Regions from separate parts of the Gasterosteus aculeatus genome. Here region 1 is linked to region 2. Evidence: chromatin contacts called from public Hi-C data. All regions are on one chromosome and are shown on one strand. Each heading gives the region's core, a stretch centred on a gene start, on an enhancer-like site or on the middle of the called end of the contact. The rest is flanking DNA. Distances are from core to core; before and after follow the strand shown. Region 1 has its middle 12 kb from the start of rps8a. Region 2 holds the start of LOC120816439 (forkhead box C1-A).

Region 1 (3,727 bases), core at 1,133-3,632, 110 kb before region 2:
TCACACATAGTCAAATTGATCTATTTAAATTGGGGATTAACTGTTAATGTAACTACATTTGTAATGTTTTAGAGTAAAACTTAAGCTTGTTTATTTGCTTTGAATAACCATTGTTAGTTAAAGTTAAAAATAACATCAAAATGAATAGGTGAGTGTAATTAGTATTTCCTCCAACACAGACAACAGAGAACTTTAAGATGACAAAAATTGCAATGTAAAGTTCATTCCAAAACGGCTGAGCTAATAAATAATTTGCAGTGGAAAGAAAAAGACATCAACTTGTCCGCCAAATCCAAGTTTAAAGATAATTCAAAAAGAAGAGTGGAATTCACCGGTGCCCAAGTCTAAAGGGACCATGAGAGGAGTTGCCAATATCCACATGTTATACACACCGCCTGTTTCCAATAATATTACCCTTGCGGGTGATGACAGGTTGAAAAGTAATTTACCTGAGCGGGGTTTTATTACAAATCTTTCTTGCACCATTCCTTCTGCTACTTAAGGAATCAGGCTCGCTTCATTGTGGAACTCAATCTCAGTACTAAATACCATAGAAGGCTTCCAACTATTTCTGAATCCCATGACGAAGATAGATGAGGTGAGATCGCACGCAGGATTTGCGACTGGCACTGACAAATTATTAACTTTGTTTGTGGGACAGGAAGAAGGTAAAGTTCAATTCTTGCAACCGTCCCCCTTTGATGAGGTTTCTGCAAAAAGGCGCCCAAAGTGATAAAATCAACAGGAAAAGAAGAAGAGAAAACTAAAACGTGCAGTCGGCATTGGAGCTCCCCACGACAGCGAACTGTGTCTTCTCAATTTAAGCGTTTTTTCCTTTTTTTTCCACTAGTGGCTTTTCATTATTTTCTTTTAGAATCCACATCCAAAGCAGTGTACTTAGTGCATGTTTTCATAGATTCAAAACCAGTCATCTGGGTTTTGTCTCCTGATTCAGTGTGCCAAGGGGAAAGGCAGAGATGGGGGCTGTTCTATTAGGAAATATAGGTATCTAATAGATCTCCTCCTCACTGGTATTTTGACAGCATCGGCAGGCCTGGTGAACTAATGGCATACTTCTCGTTCTGCCAGGGGGGAAGCCACAGTCCTATTAGGCAGCTGGAAAAAGAGAGGCGGACATAAACTACAGCCATGGTCGCTCTCTGAAGAAGACAACTACAAATAACGTACACTGAATTGGGACCGACTTTTTTATGATTCATTTTATGTGAGGGTTAGAGCAGAGCAGAATATCCACAGATAATCTGTATTCGATCGTGTTTCACCGAGACATGTGCTTCCCCTTTCCGGGATAACTGAGGCATGTAATAAAACACACACTGTTTGAGTTGCTTCATCTGAACCCCGGAGCCCCTAGAATTGGTGTTTTAAGTGATGTGAAAGTTTATGAATTTCATATTTAAGAAAGACAGGGAAAACCCCAAAACAGCCATGGTACAAAGAATAAACTGTCATGTATCTATGATACATTTAAGAATAAATATTTATAAAAACAGCATTTAACACATTTTGCAACAATGAAAGATGAGGATTTTATAAAGAGTTGTCATGAATAATAATAGTAACTTAACAACACAAATGCTATGTAAACTGGACAAAAATATAAAAAAAAAAGTTCATATATGCTTTAGATCACCAGGAATTCTTGACTGTAAATTAGACCCTTTTGCTTTCAATAATTGCAAGAAAAAGTCCACAATTGGTACTTTAATAAACATAGTGGAAGCATGCGTCATTAAAAACAGGATTAACACAATTCATTTGCTAAAACAGAGATGGAGGGGTCAAACCAGTGGGGCAAAATCTATAGAGGGGTCTATTCTTTCCTCAAACTGTGATATGAGATGTTTTTTTTGTAATAATTACTGTTTAACTGCTATCATATGAACATGTGGAATATAATTAATGTCCTATTTGGCGGGACAAAAAGAAAACAGCTGTGTTTCATAAGAGAAAGACCAGAATTCGAAGCATGCTTGATTTGCGAGGCCATGAATTACTTTTCTCTTGTGTGTGTGTGTGTGTGTGTATGTGTGTGCGTGCGTGTTTGTGTGTGGCCTTCATGCCGGCCTCTCGTGCGCTGGAGTGCAGAGCATGAAATGGCTCTAAATTGGCTGTGTTTGCCCTCTGAGGAGCGCTCTTTTGAGATCATATCCTAATCCCTCAGAGAGGCGGTCCACAGGGTCGCTGCTTATTCAATTAGTCCCGAGCTTTGGCTCTAAACATGGTAGGGCGAGAAAGAGTGTGAGAAAGTGGGGAGATGGACGATGGTGGTCCGTGTGAGCACGCTGAAGGTGATGGTGTGTGGCCCGGAGCTCCATCTGTTTGTGTTGAGTATACAGCTTTCTTTTATCGTGCAGGGCCGAAGAAGCAGGAATCATCCGAGACAAGTTCACGAAAGACTCACAATACACTGTGATATGAGGTCCTGAGTGTAGTTGAAGTCTCCCGCCAGAGGGTGGTGCCTCTATGACATGTCGTAAGTGGGTGTTTATTAAACATGTGAAGTTTAATAAAAGGGACAGGATATCACTGAGCCTGAAGCCCTTACTGCACTGCTGGTCCCTGGAGCTCCAGGCGTCAACTTTGCACTTCAATTCCAGAGTCACCAAGTTCTTCTTCTTTTGTAAAACAAGTGTGCAAAAGAAAAGCAACCCATATAGCATTCATTAGGACACCTTGGTAAAGGCACGCGGTCATATATTACATGTCTGTGGTCTAACGAATGCCTTACAAAAGACTGATATTCCTTTTAATGAGATATGGATCAAATAACATAAAACCTGACGAAATAAGAATAATTTTCTATTTGAAAAAAGGATATGTTATATCATCAAGTGAACCGACATAGAAACATCTAAGTGTTGGAAGCAGTTGCTATACCTGTTTATAACGTGTATGCAGTACTAAGTGGGTCCGGCCATCAATCAATCAAATTCCATGCATAACAGAAAAAAAATATAGATAATGGTGCAATATATTCAACCAAAGTTGTCAGCATTTATTGGTTACACTGTCCGAATGGTACAGAAACACTGTGAGTAGGTAACAGTGTCACCAAATGAGGAGGGATGTGATTGCTGTTTCAGGGCCTTACTGAGCTGCTGGCCGCCATGATGACATGAGAAGGAACATCTTTTCATGTCCAATTTGGGTCATAGTTTTGTCATTTTGGCCATCATTCAAAAAGGTAATAACTTATTATCACTGCACTGATGGCCACACCGATGGCCGTACATGGTGCGAAGCAATCATGTAAACAACTTCTTTGGAACGGGAAAAAAATGGTGAAGATCACAAACGAATGAGTTTTAAAAACTGTTTTTGTATCACAGAAAGTTTGTGTGTCACCTATAAAGACAAAACCTCTCATTTAAAAGATAATAAAGGCGAAGGAAAATAGCATTTATCTCCGAATTGCCTCTGCAAATTGAAAGTTATATATGAAACATTTAGTTTATTTGTTGAAATGAAAAGGAATCTCCTAAAGGGTAAAATCTGAAAAGAAAGAATATTACATTAAACGTATAAATATCTCTTATAGCTTGCTTCTAGATGTGGTTTTTCCGTGCACCGTCTCCTCCTTTGTCTCCAGGGGAAAAAGAGGAATATTTATGTGTTACGGTGAGCTGATACACAGTGACATTTAGACTAAACAAGGCGGAGGTGATGACAGGACCTGTGGAATCCGAGCGTGGAGAGCTCACCT
Region 2 (3,536 bases), core at 924-3,423:
AGCATACTTTCCAACAAATGAAGAATCTTTAAAATGATACGGCGATATACACGTTCCTTTTTCTTAATTTTTATATTGGAACAATTGTTTGGACAAGTAAGGCAATTCAATTTAGAAACACTTTTGGGGTGTTTGGTCCACAATATCTGGCTACATTTTTAGAAATAAATTACTATATGCAATTTACACGTCCATGAAAACTGTCATATTTAACATATCACAGAAAGTCACAAAAGCGAAGAGAGACTTACGTGTTATTTGCAGTAACACTGTTGTTTAGAGAGCAAAAAACAGAGTCTTTCTGTTTTTTTTCGGGGGGGGGTTGTTCTGTCTCATATTAGTCCATATGGTGTCGGCAGGAGAGCGGGCTTGAGGACACGTTAGATTTTACTTGGAAGAGTTCAAACACCGTGAGGAAAATTACGAGCCTATTTGTTCTTCTATTTGTATTTTTTTGTATTTTTTTTGGTCAGAACTTGCTGCAGTCATACACAAACGCTCCCGAAGTGCGATAGATGGGTTGGCTCGGTGGAAACGACATCTGACAGCTGTTATTCCCATTCACCGGTGAATTATTCAAGCCAATTCTTTGGGATTCAAACATCTCTCTGACCGAATGAAAGTTCTGCTGCTGCGCCGGGTACGCTGCGCCCAAGTGGCCCAGGTCTCCGTACCATGAGGTCAGCCTCCCTTGGTGGGGATGGTGGCCCTCCTGCACCGAGTTCAGATTAGCGTGGCTCATGGGAGATGAGGTGGTGGTCACCGAGTAATCTGGCAACGTTTCGTCCACGGAGGTGCTCGGCGCCAAGTGGCTAGACCTGTCCCCGGCGTACAAACTCATGGCCTGCATGTTGCAATGATAGGTGCCGTTGGAGGTAGTGGACATGGCGCTCTGGTTGCACGGTGAGCTATAGACAGACGTCTGATTCGGAGAATAGTTTAAGGACAAAGCCGGTGCTATACCCGTCCTGCCGGAGCCGTTGAGGCTGGGGGCCAGCTCCGTGGCACCTTGCGGAGACCCCCGGAGGGACGTCATGATGTTGTCCACGCTGAAGCCCTGCGTCGAGGCCTGCCCGTGGTGCTGGTGGTGCTCCGAGCCGTCCATGCCGATGGACCTGTTGGAGGGGATGCTGTGAGGGCTCCCGCTGGACATGCTGCTGCTGCTGTCCGGGCTCTCGATTTTGGGCACCGCGCTCAAAGAGGGCGAGTCGGACTGCGGCGGCGTGACCGTCCCGTTCTCGGTCTTAATATCCTGGATCCTCACGGGCTTGGAGCCCTGCACCGGCTGCTCCTGCTCGCGGCCTTGCCCCCTCGGCGGCATGTCCTTCTGCAGCCGCTCTTCTTTCTCTTTCACGACGTCCTTCTTTTTGAACCGCCGTCTCCTCCTCAGGAAGCTCCCGTTTTCGAACATGTTGTAAGAGTCCGGGTCCAGGGTCCAGTAGCTGCCCTTGCCGGGCTTCTTATCGTCACGGGGCACCTTGACGAAGCACTCGTTCAGCGACAGATTGTGCCTGATGCTGTTCTGCCAGCCCTGCTTGTTGTCTCTGTAAAATGGAAACCTCTCCATGATAAACTGGTAAATCCCGTTGAGGGTCACCTTCTTGTCGGGCGAGTTCTGGATAGCCATGGTGATGAGCGCGATGTAGCTATAAGGGGGTTTGACCATATCCTTGGGCTGGGGTTGGGGGGTGTACGGTCCATACGCCCGGGCCATGCTGGCGGGGTACTGGTCATGGGCCGCGTGGGAGTACATGTTCATGGGCGCGGGCATCCCGGTGTACCCCCCGCCGGCCGCGGCCCGGTAGTAGCTCGGGTCGCTGCTGATGTAGGGCACGACGCCGAGGGAGTTGGGGCTGGAGACGGAGTAGCGAGCCTGCATTGTCTTCGGGCTTGGAAATAAAAGCTCCAGAAATACGCAAGAGACGGAGAGAGCTCCACTTGTTCCTCCTCCCAAAATCACAGTTCCGCGCTGCTCAGTTTAAAAAGAAGAAGAAGGAGAAGAACGAAACTGGATCTCAGCCGCCGTTCAAGCCGTCCCCATCCCCGCGTCTCTATGGGAGTCAAATTAAAAAAGTTCTGAACTTTGGACATCCGTCACCACGCAGGACTTTTTGGGGCAGTTTCTTTCCTCCTTTTTGGTGCCAGCGAAGCTCCTCCCAGAAGAGTGCGCGAGACGTCCAATGGGAAGCGAGGGGGGGGGGGGGGGGGGGGGGGGGCGGCTCTCGGGACGCACTTGGGGGCGTTTAAGGAGGAGGGAGGAGGGAGGTGGGGGGGTGTCGGTAACTGCCAGCCTTCTGCCGCCGAGACCCTCAGAAAGTGAGAGACGAACTCACAACCGCGCACTTTGTAACACATCATAATGTTACAGCATTGGATTTATTTGCAAATCTCCCCAAAGCAACGAAAAAATAACAATTTACGAAAGGCCATTTAACTTTTTATATGTTATGCTTTCTCGTTTGTAATAATAGAACATATACTGGCACCAGTACGCTAATATGTGTCGTTTGCCTCCCGTTTTACGGTCACAATAAATGCATCGTGTTGGTTAAAAGGACCCAACGCCGGCAAGCAGGTGACCGGGAGATGAAAGCGGGCCGGAGGGACGCGTCGCTGGGAAGTGGGCGGCGAAGTGAGCTCTCATTACAACGGGAATTAAAGGACGGTTTGGTCCGCGAGTGGCCTGAGGTGTGAGAGTTTACTCAACACCAGCGAACCAAACGGGAGGAGGGTGACACCTCACACGAAAAGGGTTTGAATATCTGCCGGGGCCTTATCGAGAATTGTGACCTCCTCGTGATTCACACACAAGGAACTCCATTCGTTAAAAATAAATAAATAAATAAAAAAACGTCCCCAGGGATTTATCGGGTGTTTTACGGAATGCCGTATGGTTATTATCGCGAAGCTGTGGTTTGAAATAAAAGAAGATCGTGATCAAAGATTGGCAGAAGCCGACCCTGAAGGCCTCCGCGTGGCCTGCTGTAAAGGCGACTGCGCATGAAATTGTTAATGGCCACTGCGAGGCAAAGTTACAGTCCTAATATCGACATAATCCTCTGCAGGTCCTATTAATTAAATGTCCGTGCAGTGGCCTGCTGCTCCGCCGGTTTCTCCTTACATGGACCCGGGCATGAACTTTTTCCTCCGCCCCGGGCTGTTTACACAATTCACCACGGGCTTTTTTACTTAATGCGCCGGCCTGCCCACCCAGTTCTACTGAAAGGTTCCTTTATTTGATTTGAGCGTCGAAGAACACGATAGATAATAAAGAAACAAATAAAGCAAACAACGTTGGGAGTATGTTGATTTGTTTGGTTTTTTTGTCTAATATAATGAAGACACCGTCGTGGTTGTAAAGTAATATAATTGATTCTACAATTCAATTATAGTGTTAATTATTTTGTTCCTCTTAATCTTCCCCCATTGTGAATTTTGTGTTTTCCACAAACAATAGACTATAGGTGTTAAAAAAACAGCATTAACATAACTATTTAGTTTATTATAGATGGTACATGAGGCCGTTGGCTGTGAAT

Evidence for each region. A called contact is a pair of places that touch in the nucleus more often than the background predicts.
Region 1: a Hi-C map of skeletal muscle shows a contact between it and region 2, with 6 times the contacts expected there. The contact joins the enhancer-like site here to the promoter of LOC120816439 in region 2. A contact is called at or near these places in 4 of 6 Hi-C or Micro-C datasets (skeletal muscle, tail fin and whole body).

Annotation. Positions count from the first base shown.
Region 1 is chr3:11,688,171-11,691,897 of fGasAcu3.hap1.1, reverse strand. No RefSeq gene overlaps it. Among protein-coding and RNA genes, the nearest start is that of rps8a, 12 kb to the left of the region's middle. Within about 2 kb of position 2,382, at least 1 of the 9 cell types and tissues checked has open chromatin away from gene starts, as enhancers often do.
Region 2 is chr3:11,578,324-11,581,859 of fGasAcu3.hap1.1, reverse strand. LOC120816439 (forkhead box C1-A) reads right to left here and starts at 2,173. Exons shown (of 1, transcript XM_040172042.2): 1 at 1-2,173. The coding sequence starts at 1,879. The coding sequence ends at 470.